Linked DNA regions of Danio rerio: region 2 is linked to region 1. The links are chromatin contacts, called in public Hi-C maps. All regions are on one chromosome and are shown on one strand. The core of a region is the stretch at or near the end of the contact, and the rest is flanking DNA. Distances in the headings are between cores, read along the strand shown.

Evidence for each region. A called contact is a pair of places that touch in the nucleus more often than the background predicts.
Region 2: a Hi-C map of hematopoietic stem cells shows a contact between it and region 1, with 5 times the contacts expected there. The contact joins the promoter of chp2 here to the promoter of med13b in region 1. A contact is called at or near these places in 2 of 18 Hi-C or Micro-C datasets (caudal fin and hematopoietic stem cells).

Annotation. Positions count from the first base shown.
Region 1 is chr15:22,576,137-22,583,303 of GRCz12tu, forward strand. med13b (mediator complex subunit 13b) reads right to left here and starts at 4,602. Exons shown (of 30, transcript NM_001083838.2): 1 at 3,974-4,602. The coding sequence starts at 4,042.
Region 2 is chr15:22,898,965-22,906,131 of GRCz12tu, forward strand. It overlaps chp2 (calcineurin-like EF-hand protein 2), which reads right to left and starts at 3,957. Exons shown (of 7, transcript NM_199836.2): 1 at 3,698-3,957; 2 at 3,147-3,219; 3 at 2,981-3,061. The coding sequence starts at 3,767.

The sequences.
Region 1 (7,167 bases), core at 3,352-5,851:
AGAGAGGTAGAATGTGTTAGAAAAGTCCATCAAGTAGAAGGGCTCAGCAACTAGTGTTAAAGCAACAACTTCTCTAATGTTTGTAAAAGACATGCATGTGCAAAAACACAGGCAAAATTGCAATCCGAGTGGGATTGTGCAACTTTGATAAATGTAGACAAGCAAGAGAAGTGACTAAGGCAAGATGACGCCATTTAAACATGCCCGTATAGCATAATGAATCAACATACAGGCAAACTTGAAATTTGCTGTCAGCATTATGCGCAGGAAAAAATCTTACTAACAGGCAATTGATAAGTCTCTGAAAATTCCTGTTTTTAATCATTTACTTGTACTCGAGTCATAATACAATTTAACCCACATTTCACATGGCCCAATCAACCGTCTTATTTCTTCCTTAAAATGTACCAGTTTTGTGACATTCTGCGCAATTCAGTTTTCTATCATCCGATTTTACAATACTGTCTGTTTTTCACATTGTGTAACCTATGAGGTCTTAATTCCATGTTCACTATTATAAGTATATTCATAAATTTGAACAATTTTCTTTTCTTTTAGTTTTTGTACATTTCATAACGTTAAAATAATGCATTTTAAGAAAACATAACACAAAAAAGGAAGAGTTTAATGATGAAACTCAACTTGAAACATTAATTGCTATAATTTCTTCAACTATTTCCTAGAAAAATTACACATTGCAATTTTTTTTTATTGAAAATAGATCATTTTCTATATATATTGCGATATGAATACAATTTCACTAGATTAGTTGGAAAGCTGTTTGGTAAAAATATAATAATTTTAGATTGATTGGGATGATTCTTTAGGCGACTGCATACAATTTAACAAGCAACAAACAGTGTTTTATTGTTTTCCGAAGAGTCGAAATTTATTCAGGTATACAGTAACTGAATAATCAAATATAAAATAATACTGCATAGTCTCCGTTTGATAAACAAAGCAATAAAATAAAATTCACAGTTAAATTAACCAAACAGTACACTTTTAAATGCCTGAATGCTTTTAAAACCCCCACAGAGTCACAGGCCTCAAAAAAAACACATTAAAAAAAGATAAATTGTAATCCAGACTCAACATTGCAGTCGCGATGTGACTATAGCGAATGATGACATTGCAATATTATATATTATATCTTATATATATATATATATATATATATATTATACATTTATATATATATATATATATATATATATATATATATATATTATACATATATATACATATATATACATATATATATATATATATATATATATATATATATATATATATATATATATATATATATATATATATATATATATATATATATTATACTGCTAAAACAATATAATGTGCAGCCCTATTTCCTAGCGAAACTAAAAAAAATTGGTCTGAGACATGAATTTGCCCATTGAGAATGAATTAACTGAATCCATGGATCACTCTCATTGGGGTGCTATTGCTGTGATATCAATAAGTGACAGTGAATGAGTCAGGTGGTTGGAAAGGAAGGTAATATTATGAGGTTGTGTGAATTTTAATTTACGTTATAATAAAGTGCATTGATAAATCATTTATAACAATGCAATATCTCAATATCAAATCAAATCAATAATTAATGATCTTTTTAAAACCCCAAATGACAAGATGACATAACTAATCTGCATAAAATGTCACTTCAAACAAGTTGACAGTCTGACCTGGTTACATTAAATGTTAGCAATTTATCCAATATGACCATACAAATATGAGAGCCTGGTGCAAAGAGGAAGTGAAAAAAAGGCAGACTGACAGGAAGCTTGTCATGAATTCTTAGTTCACAGATTAATCTACAACTATGAATTGAAGAAACCATCATAAGTGTAAATAGGAAAATGAGTCGTACATTTTTGCACATTATGCATGCAAAGTTCAACCTACTTTACTATTTAACCAATGCAGGTATTTAGTTCATGACAGACAAAACAGAGCACAAACTATGCTAAATTGTCTAGTATCATCTGTTGTTGTTGTTGTTAAGTTCATAGACAGTTTAAATCAGGATGTAACAACCTAATGACAGGCAATACCTCAACTGTTTACACTTTAATAACAAACTATCCTTAAACTAGCAGATATTGCCATACACAGTAGATTACAGTACATTAAGACAGATTTTGCATTACAAGTATTCTGAAATGACAGAGTTGTGCAAATAAAGTTTATATGCATAAATGAACTTGTATGAAATCATTTTAAAACAAAAATCTGAACAAAGTCAGCTTAAAATTCCTGCTTCTTTTTGGTGATGCATCAGTGCTATATGATCAAATACATACTTTTTAAAATCAGAACTTTTACATCACTTGCTTGTCCAACAATAAATGTTAGTTCTAATAATATTCTTATTTAACTAAGGGAAATCATGTTACAATTTCTCACAAAGATGCAAATGTGTACATATTTCAGTTTCTTGATATTGCTGTAAATCAGAGGTGCCCAAACTTTTTCTTATGAAGGGTCGAAATCCAAACTTTATTAGTGGGCCAAAGGTAAATATAGATGCCATGGGTAATTTCCTAATTAATGTAACAATATTTGAAAAAAAAAAAAAAAAACATTGCTTTATATTAACTAGTACAGTTTATACTGTATATATGAACTTATTACAGTAAAAACTAAAAAAATCTAATTTATAAAAGAATGGAGTTACACTAGTTTATGCCTTGATTTGCTCGCCGATGCATTCTTCATGGCCCTCTATTCATCGTGTGACAGTATTTACATTTTAAAAACTTAGATTCATTTACATTTAATTTAAACATTTATTTCCAGTTTACTTGAAAAAGGCCAAGCAATAAAACAAACAAAAAGAGTTATGTTAAATTAGGGCTGGGCGATAAAATTATTATTTATCGACCGAACACCACTGTCAATATTGATAAAATAAGGATGGTATGAAGTTTTGTTATGAAGCGCTACATTTTTATTAAAATGTAGCTGACTAAGCATGTGACACGGACATGTTGTGATCATTTTATTGCAATATCGTCCATCTCTTCATCAAATTAGAAAATGAGGATCTCTAATAATGGCATTGCCCCAACCCTCTCTATCATTCTCAGATGGAATGGTGGGCCAAATCAAAGGTTAGCTTTGGCCCGCAGGTCATACATTGAGCATCTGTGCTTTAAATCATGTTATTGTGAATACTATATTTTTCTTGTAAAAAAATATTAACACTTTTTCAAATTAAATTTGACTTGTAAACAAGTGATGAAACACATGATCAAAACATGCAAACAACATCACGTAAATATTTACCTTTTATGTCATAATTTTATTTACAAATTTATATTTTTACCACTCCATAAGCAAACCAAGAAATATATATATATATATATATATATATATATATATATATATATAAAAATCTGGCTACTATAGACTATATAAATAAATCTCTCTCTCAAAGCTATAAAAAGGATAAGAATATAATTGGGAAAGTTTAGTCATTGCAAGTGCTACTGAACTAAAAAATCCAGACTCCTTCTAAGAGGAAAATGTTTTGTAGATGAGAACTAAAAGACACTTGCGACGAGATAAACACTGAAAAGTAGTGGTTATGAAAGAAATCTCAAAATAACCAATTGTTATGCTTGCAGCGTCTTGATTTTGCACTGCTGCTGTTGTACATCATCACTTTCCCTGAAGCTGTTTTTCCACTTCAGAGATACTTCATGCCAACTACTTGTTCCAGTCAGTAAGTTCAGCAAGTGTTTACCAACGTTAGCAAACACGACCCAAATAACACAACAAAGCCGCATCCCACACGCAAACCTCCGTTTACACAACACCATAACACACCTGAACGCCTAACATACGTTTATAAAGCGGGTGTTTAGTTCGTATAAAGAGCAACAGGCCTCTGTTTGATTGACTGGCCGGCTAAAAATGGCTTCTGGCCCACAGTCAGTTGATCTCTTACCAGACAGAATAGATTGGAGTGGCAGTCCTCCAGGCTCGCCCCGTTGGGTACAAAACAAGAACTCATCATCAAAGCGCAGTCCGGCGAGCCATCCTCTCTTTCAGATCCCAGGAACAGATGATGCGATCGAGGCTTTTGGACCGGGTCTCCGTGTCTCGGACACAATCAGCAGGACGGCTCCGCGTCCAGCGAGCTAATTAGCTTAGCTCCGCTATTATTCCGCTAGAGGTTACTCGCTTACGTTACCAAGAAAAATGCGCTAAAAACTTTACCATGATCCGCGGCGAGATATGCTGTTCTCCCCGCGGATTTCGCTACATTAAATAATATGCAAGTACAGCAGTCCGAGGGGGTAGGGAGGTGAATTCAGCCCTCCCCCTTTAGCTTAGCCTAGCATCAGGCTAGCTGGATGTTAGCCTTGGCTAAGCGAGGCAGCAACAAACAGTTCAAGACAGAAGAGTTCAGCTGTAAATCTCGCTAAAATCACACTCTCCTCTTCAGGTCGTTGTCGGGCTGTCGTTGACGGCCATTCGCGAAGAAGTTGGTGATAAAAAGTGTAGCGTCGTGGATTAAAAAGCGCAGTTAAAAGAGGCTGTGCCGTGCAGCGCTCAGCTGTGTCTCACTGGTTTGTTTGAATACATTGGTCGCATCCTTTAATGGCGGCCACAGGGACACAACTCCACTACACTCGACTCCAGGCTGCTCTACTCTACTCTACTCGCCTGCGATTGGCAGCGCCGCGACTCGCGAGAGGAAAGAGTCGATGCTGGATTCCACAAAGATCCAAAAGAGTCGACTCATCACCAACAGAGCTGTCAAATCACTCCTTTTAGGGAAATAGATCTGTCTAACGCTGACCAAACATGTATACTTATTTAATGCTTAAAAGCAGTGTTGGGTAAACAAAAGATTATATATATATATATATATATATATATATATATATATATATATATATATATATATATATATATATATATATATATATATATATATATATATATATATATATATATATAGAGGGATGAATTATTTTTACCTTACAATATATTATAGCAATAACAATATATATATATATATATATATATATATATATATATATATATATATATATATATATATATATATATATATATATATATATATATATATATATATAAATATATATATTGCATTTTCAATCTAAAAAATAACTTACTTAGAAATAAGTTAACACATACTTTAACATTTCACATACTTAAAAATTAACTAAGTAACGCAAAGTAACCCAATATATATTGTTATATTGTTATATATATTGACTTGGGTGGAAAGAGGCAGTAAAATATTATTATAATTTTCAAAATTTCAATAGATCAAAAAAACAATGTGGTGATGAATAAATTCATATTAAATAAATACAAAGTTTAACCCTTTGATGCACAAGCTATGAAAACCCCTAAAAAAACTATCTAAAATTTTAGGTTATTTTATGCTTGGCTGAACTTCTTTTTTTACTTTTTAAATCAGTTTATTTCAGCATTAAATATTTCACAAGTATTAAAAATATCTTTTATTTCAGCGACCACAAATGAATACTCACATTTTTTGTGTTTGTTGATCAAGTTTACATACATCAGTCAAACATAATCCGTCTGTGCAATTGTGATAAGACAAATTTAATATTAATTATTTTAAAATGTATTAATTTGTTAAAAATATCATCACTGATAACCGATGACATACTAATTCATAACTGTATGAATTGGAGTGAAATGTATTTTTATACTTGAAAAACACGAGAACACCCCTCACAGAGCTCCCCTTTAAATGAATATTTTCTATAAGATGCTTTACAATAAAATACAATGAATGAGTACCAAAGCCGAAACTGGACCCAGTCTAACTAAAAAAAAAAAACTTGTAATAGACAGGAAAAATCAAGAGAAACATTAAATATAATTGTTTGCATTTTTTTTTGCAACAACTCATTTGAATTTAAATTAATTATTCTTGAATTCCTTAATAAATTACTAAACTCGAAATAAATGTAACTCTTCCATTTAAATGCAGCTCAAAGATATGTTCACTGAGATATTGACAAAAAGATGCATTTTCAAAAGCTGGTGATCTTATTTATGCTGAGCTCTGTAATGTAACAACATAAACTACACATTTATTAAAAACATTGCCTTTACAATATTATTTGATAACATTTTCACAATCATTTCTTATTTTCTTTCTTTTTGTTTTTTCTTTCTTTCTTTCTTTCTTTCTTTCTTTCTTTCTTTCTTTCTTTCTTTCTTTCTTTCTTTCTTTCTTTCTTTCTTTCTTTCTTTCTTTCTTTCTTTCTTTTTATGGAGGTGTCCATAATCCTGGACCAGGCCTTATCCTGAGCAGATGGTATTGATCCCGTGGTCCAGCCTGAACATCTTCCAGGGACCTACTCATACCTGTAGTTCTCCACAATGGATGTCCAGCGCTCTTCAACCTCCAGCGCCTAGATTGCAGCTCTGTTCAAGAATTTAAAATCTTGAAATGGTCATGCCGAGCAGAGCCTGGTCTCCCTTAAGGTTTTTTTCCTTTACTCTCATCAATTGGTGAATTATGTTTCTCGTCACTGTCACCACTGGCTTGCTTGGTTTGGGACTTGCAGAGCTGCGCAGCGTTGGATTTGCTCCTCAATGTTTGGACTTTCAGCAGTGAGAATTAAACCACACTGAACAGAACTAAACTGAACTTCAACTCTGAAAACTGGACTGACACTGTTTCAATTTACTAGAACTTCTGTGTTCAGCTGCTTTAACACAATCTACATTGTAAAATCGCAGTACAAATAAACATTAATTAAATAAAATTTCTTTCTTTCTAAAACAAAAGAATGACAACTTTTCAAAATTTAAATAACTTTATTGACAAACTGCATAACCAAAGCATTCAAAAGCACAAAGTTTTGCACCATATACATGCACTATATGCACTACAGAAATATAATAGATTTTGTTTTTATTAATATCTGCAACATTTTGGTGGTCTTTCTAGTCTCACTCGTTATACCAGCTTCTGGAAATATTGAAATGGTGAGCTGTGAGCTTAAGCTAATCTTTCTGAATCATTAATAAGAAAAGCTAGAAGAGAAATGCCATGACACTGACATTAAAATAATAACAACGCTTGACTGCAAATGATGAATGAAAAAACAAACTCATCATCAC
Region 2 (7,167 bases), core at 2,707-5,206, 320 kb after region 1:
AAACATTACTATCCTTTAATCCACAACTTTTACAATATTGAGTTATTCCCTAAAAAGTAACAAGTTGCGTAACTTAGATACTTTTTAATGGAAAGTAATGTTTTACGTTACTTTTGCATTACTTTTTATTACCTGGCTGAGGCTTGATCTCTTTCAGAACTTGTTTTTTTTTCTTTCTTTTTTTAATAGAGGAGCTCTGCAATTAATAACAAACTGTATAACCTATATCTACATTTACCAGGGTGTCTGCAGGGTCTTTAAAAGTCTTACATCTCAAAAGATAAAGTTTAGGCTTAAAAAGTCTTAAATCTACTGAAACGTTGTGTTTTAGGTCTTATTTTTTTATTTCTTTATTTTTTACAGGTCTTAATTTTCCTTTGTTCATGTATAGCTACGCAATCTGACCATTAACACCCATACAATCACCAACAATACATATCAATAAAACTTTTAACTTTTTATTAAAAATAGCATTTAATTACTTTCCTTATAGTAACATTAGCTTACAAGTTCTTCATTTATTTACTGTTGAGGATACTGACCTGACCTATTTTTTTTGCTATTAAATTATTATATTGTAGACTGAAGTAATTGACAGCAATTCTTTTTTATATTTTTGGTAAGGGTTATTGGGTTTTTGAATGGATGTATATGAAGATTAATAAAAAAATATTCAAATTAAATTATTGTTATTAAATGTAATATTTTGTAATATTTTTGACTGGGCAAGTGAAAATCTTTTCTAACTGGAATATTTGAAAACAAATCCTTAACTTTCATTCATAGTCCATTTCATGGTCTTAAAAAATTCTTAAATTTAACTTTTAAACCCTGTTTAAAAAAAGCATTAAAAATATATTTTAGGATAATGTTATCTGAGAACTTCTTGACCCCAAAGCAATGCCGTATATACAGATTGTTGAAAGTTTAAAGCAATGTGTTCGATACTAACTTGTCTTAAGTAAAGTCACTGTCCATGGAGACTATAATCCTCTTTTTCTTCCATGTGTTCAAAATAATGAACATTCTCTCATTGACTGCATGATTCATTGTGACTACTTTAATTTTAATTCAGCAGTTCATTTTTTAAAGCTAACTAAAAAACCTCACGTTACATTTTCAAAAAAGTGACTCAAATATTATTACTTTTTTTTTTAAAGTTATGCGTCCTTTTACTTGTTTCTTTAAAAAGTAATGTTATTACATAACTCGCATTACTTGCATTACCCAAACACTGGCAAAAACTATCCCAGAGTCCCATGCAGTCTCAAATGTTATACCATTACAGAGGTAGTACACCAGAAAATGTAATTGTCTAAACTCTCAATGTTTATCTACTCACCCTACACTTGTTCAAAACCTGTTTGAGTTTCTGACTTCTGTAAAACATGGAAGAAGATATTTTGAAATGCCCTGAAAAATTACTTTACACACTAATTTAGTAGGCATGGAGCGCGGTTAGCTTGTCATTTCATCAGAATCTAATGCATCACTTTTAGGTACAACTTTTTACTACGTTCTGATACCACTATTAGGCTTGACTGCAATCAAACCGCTTATGTGTTGCAAATGTTTTAATGTTTTGTTCCGTAATCTCAGTCAACCATGCTAGAATATAAACATCATTGGGTGGAAATGCTTTGACCATTATAGAATTCAGTGGAGATAATGACAGGAAAAGCACTGTCCCATAAGCTGACAAGATTGTACTGCATTTCTGAGTCTTTGGTGCTTTATAGTACTGATATAGACGCAAGGTCTGCACTTTAAAGGTTCAGGACACCCTGGAGAACTTTTTTTTTATATTAACAGATGTGTGTGTGTTGAGCATCAGTTAAGACAATGTTAGCACCTGTCAGCTTTAATTGTGGGGAAAACTGGATAATTTTGAGCTTTTGTCAGCTAATTTCAGCTTTCGGGTTTAAAAGGATTTTTGGGGCGGGATCAAAATCGGCGACGTAGCACAGTACTGCAAGTGCAATGATGACGCGTCGGTTTCTCATTATTATTCATAGCGGAGTTTTCTTATCCTATGAGAAGAGCCGGCTGCTTAATTATTCATGATAGCATGTGCTTTCCGAAGGCAGACCTGCCAGTTTTAAGCAAGCTGAGACACACAGACCAGCGGCACGCAGTAGCCGTTCATGAAGGCTCGTATGTGTTTGTTTTCATGATCCACGGGGTTTGTTGCATGTTTTTTCCCCGCGCTCTTGTCAGGGCCGATCATACAGCAAAGCTGTGTGTGTGCTGCAAGCATTTTTGTCGGGAGAGCAGCACGAGAATTGAAGAATGGCGGACGTTGATATTTATCAGGAGTTCGTTCACATTCAGACACATTGCCATGCTGCTGTGTTTGCCTAAATCCTCTATATTACCAGCAGGGCTAATGGGTAAAATAGGCAGGTCAGGAGACCTGCTGCACTGAGTCTGCATTCAAGATCTATAATTTAGACACGGCGATCGAGGGGTAATCCTCATTTATAGTGTTTACAAGAACACAATTATCTTTAAAATTATATAAACTGTGGTTATGTGTATATGAAATTACGAACAACAAATGTAGCAGGGCATTAAATTAGCTACTGTTTATTTCTTTGCATTTTAACTTTGTGAACTATAAACTCATGCGTCTCCTCACGGTTTGTGTCTCATTTTGTGAGTTAACTGTCAACAACAGTTATTCGCTCCCCTTCTTCCCTGCTGGCCACGCCCACTCCTGCCCTATGCTCGCGGAGCTCCACGCCCATTATTTATGCATCATCTTTTGAAAAAATTCTGAAGTAGACTTTAACCGAAAGTGGGGGGTGTCATGGCCCTTTAAAAACACCAGCTAAATAAATGAACTATATTAAACACTTGATTTTCACCACATTTGACTTTAAATTAATAATTCATAGAGAATTCAATCAAACATGCAAGTCTTCAATATGTAATCATTTTCACCTCCTTTCTCTCTCATTTTTTAAAGGTTTGTTTTTACCCTGGGGAGAAGAAGGCATCTATTATTCTGTCTCCTATGGGGTTCATTGCCAGCTCCTTTATGGCTCCAAAATCCTGTGGACTATTTGAGAATAAAACAACATATGAGCAGGTAATGTTTAATTATTAAACATGCTAACAGTGTAAGGCATGCATTAGAAACTCACCAGAGATGGCCTCGTCGTTCTTTATCCAGAGCTTCAAAGCGTTCATACAGGCGAATAATGTGGGCAGGCGAAACTGGAAAAATAAAAATCGCAGCATATTAGAAACCTGTTTCACTGAAACATCCATGACTCAACAAATACAACATGAGCTTATCAAGAATGATGGACCGTACACTGAACTGACCATTTAATCAGTTATAATGAAATAAATTGCAGTTGTATTTCATGCAGTTCATTAATGAAGTCTAGTGCAGTTTGATATTTTTAATATATCTGCATATAACGTTACACATATAAACTTAGGTATGTACTTTCTGCGCAACGACCAGTGTGTATTTGTGTGTTAGTTTGCAAACTTTAGGACAATTTCTCCTCATGCACTCGAATTTCCCCTCACAAATGCGACATGCTGTTATCCTTGCGCTCATGAAAGTTACACATATAAACGGCAACACGTGCAGTGCTTAACGTCATTTCACATCGTTGTTTACTGGTTCATGCGCGACAACAACAAAGTCAGCGATAAAGCACATGTGTTAAATGTCACTCACAGCCCGTTTCTTGCATCAACTCGTCGACGTTTGGGATTTTTTTTAATAGGGTGGAGCTCGACGAACCCATTTTATTTATTTATTCATCGACCACTTCCAAACATTTAGCCCATATCCAGAGAACTGAGAGCAGAAATGCGTAGAAACTAAGGAGTTTGGAGATGTTGGAAGACTTGAAGTTGCAAGTTGTTCGTACACGCCGTTGTTGTTTCTTGTGACTGCTCAGATTATAACCAACTCACGTTCTGTGTACACAGTTTACTACGCCCACCACACAGAAGAAATTTGATTCTTTTGAGTCGGATCTTTTGAATGAATCAAGTGATTCATTTATGAAATGCACTGATTCCGTGAATTTACAGTTCGAACGTCAGACTCTTAATGACCCAAAATGCTTTTACCAAAATATTTTACGACCTGACCTGATCTTAACATTTTCGAAAAAAAAAGGTTTAAATAAAAGATGTAAGACTGCATATTGTACATCAAAATCATACAGAGCATTATAAATGTGTCAAAGATAAAATATGTTTTTCAGGGACAAAATAATATAATTAGCCTATATACAATAACAACTAATATAAAATTATGGAAAATCAACAATTTCGTTTATTAATGAGTACAAAGTTCAGCTCAGCGTCTACGTGATGACGTAATCACGTGACGTATGAAGTGAATCATTGAACCATTTTATGAGCCGGTTATACGAAACTGTTCAAAAGAACCGATTAGCTGTATTGAGTCGGACTTTCCATTACTGCTCACAATGGCGCTCGAATGAATTATCGAAATTGTTTATTCATAATAATAACACTTAATATATAATCAATGTTTTGTTAGTAGTTGTTTTTGGTGTGTGTGTGTGTGTGTGTGTGTGTGTGTGTGTGTGTGTGTGTGTGTGTGTGTGTATGTATGTGTGTCTGTTTGAGAGCGCGCATACCGCAACATGGCTGTAATAGTGTGACTCCTCCGCATATTTATAAAGAATTTGTGTGGACAGAATGCATCTGGTTGCTTTTTTTTAACGCACTCGATGTGTGGCCTTTTGCCTTTTAATACACTGGATGGCGCCAGAGTCTTTCACATATCAGAAATATCCATCAACACAGTTATTTATTGTTTGTTGCTAAACGTTTACATCACAAAACAGGGAACAATCAACATCGCAAGTCATGTTTACTATTAAAATAAAATAAATTAAAACAAAAAGCAAGGAGCAGTGTATTCTGAAAATGAAGTACAGAGAGCTTCAGTTATTTTACTTTGGTTTCTGAAGTATTTGAAGCTTTGAGCCACTTTCCCAACCTCAAACATCTAAAAGAGGGCCTGCACTTTTTCCATTTACAATAATGAATATGATATTTACCCATTAGTAAAATAAAGTTCACAACATCAGAGGAAGAAAAATGTGAATCACATTTGTAAAATGAAATATCTTCTAGAACAACAGAGGGGACTGATCATATTTAATGAAAGCAAAGTATTTATATCAAACCAGAATTTAAAAGTAAATTCACAAGAAAAAAGTAAGGGTTTCTGGAAGATTTGAGCAGAAGCTACACTTGTCAACATCAAAGTTAAATCTTTTTATAGTTCACTGTCTCTACAGTGGATTGTCTGTTAATGTCATTGTTATGATCCCTTATTTAACTGTTTTGTTCTGTTTCAGCTGCATCTTAAACAACTAATAGATCCCTCATTTGATGGTAATATTTTGTAAAACAGTTAATCTTTTGAATTGTGTTTTCTGCTTTTGTATAGAGCAGGGGAATCTCTAATGATTATGCAATTCAGCACAAGATCATCATCTGATCATTTAGGAACTTAAATTAACTTAAATTAAAACAAATATTAATTTATCCACACTTAAAAAGTAGATGTCTCTGTCTTAATTATTTACTGTTATCAAACGAATTTTACAAGTAATAGCCTACAACTTTTTTTACATTAATAAAAATAAAAAAAAGTTTAAATGTGTATGGTTAAAAAATAAAGTTTTAAAAGTTTAATGCAAGTTAAAGTTCCATAAAAAACATTTGTTGTCATTAATTTTTATAAATCTTTTGTTTACACTGTTTTTTTTGGACGTAGGATTCATTTTATGTTTATAAAAGCTCATACCATCATACAAAACACACACACACACACACACACACACACACACACACACACACACACACACACACACACACACACACACACACACACACACACACACAAAAGGCATGTGTAGACAAGACACTTCCATCTTCAGTGAAATCTCAAACTGAAATAAGAAATAAACAAACAAACCTCTTATTGAGCATTTGTCAAGTCATATCATCCACTATCTCAAAATCTGAAGCCATTTTGTGCCATTTATCATAACACAACCATAAAAAACAATCACTGCAATGTGGGACTGCAGGTGTTTAAAAACAAAAACCTAAAGAATATAGTTGATTAAAGAGTTCTGCAGCTTTTCCCAGGTCTTGTGAATGAGCAACTATCTAAGACTTCAACAACAACAACAACAATAAAAAAGAAATAGAACAAAAGCCATTAAATGCATAAACACAAACCCACCCAGAATTTCTGGCAGTAAACAAATCATGCTAAACTGTGAGGTCTTGAAGTAATCAAAGCCCTACAAATTTCACTGTGAATTTTATATTTTATTTCTGTTCCGCACTAAATCTTAATGTGTTCATTTAAAAGCCATTCAATTTATTACATCTGTATACACTCCCAATTTGTTCTATTAAAAGCTTGTTATTTCATTGCCTCGGGTAAAATGGAGCTTTGTGTTTGTAAAGTTGGCACTTCTGAAGTTTTCTGTCAACTGAACATACCATTTATCCCCCGCTGGACCTAATTAAGAACACGCTCCTGTTGGGAAGCTTTATTATCAGCAGCGATGTGCGATTAGTGGTCTGTTTTAATTCCCTTGAGTAATTGGAATCTTTTGCTGTGGGAACAAAAATGTTAATGCCAAACAATGACATTGCATTATAATTGAAGCGAAACAAAACAAAAAAACAGATGGTTTAGTAAAATTACTGGGGAATCTTGAGTTCAAAATACATGGCAAGTTCACGCTGAAGATTCAATGAAATGTCAACTGACCAGTTTGTGCTCGGGACATTACGCCGCATGGGGATGTGGGGACTTTCATGATGTTTTTTGCATATTTTCATCATGAGGAAATGTGCACATGCCATATATGATATTTGTGCATTATATTTTGTATAAATATAATGCTAAAAGCTAAAATTACAAAACTTCTAGAACCTTCAACTGATTTGATTTCTGAGTAGTAGTTTATGTAAAAACTGTTGTCCATACTTGTGTGTGCATAAATACATATTACGTATTATATTTAGGAAAATGAAAGGTTGTTTGACTGCCAAGTGGAATATTTGTGAATACACAGGTTGAACAGGGAAACATATGTGATGTCACAGACCTTGTGATGCAGGTAAAGCACCATG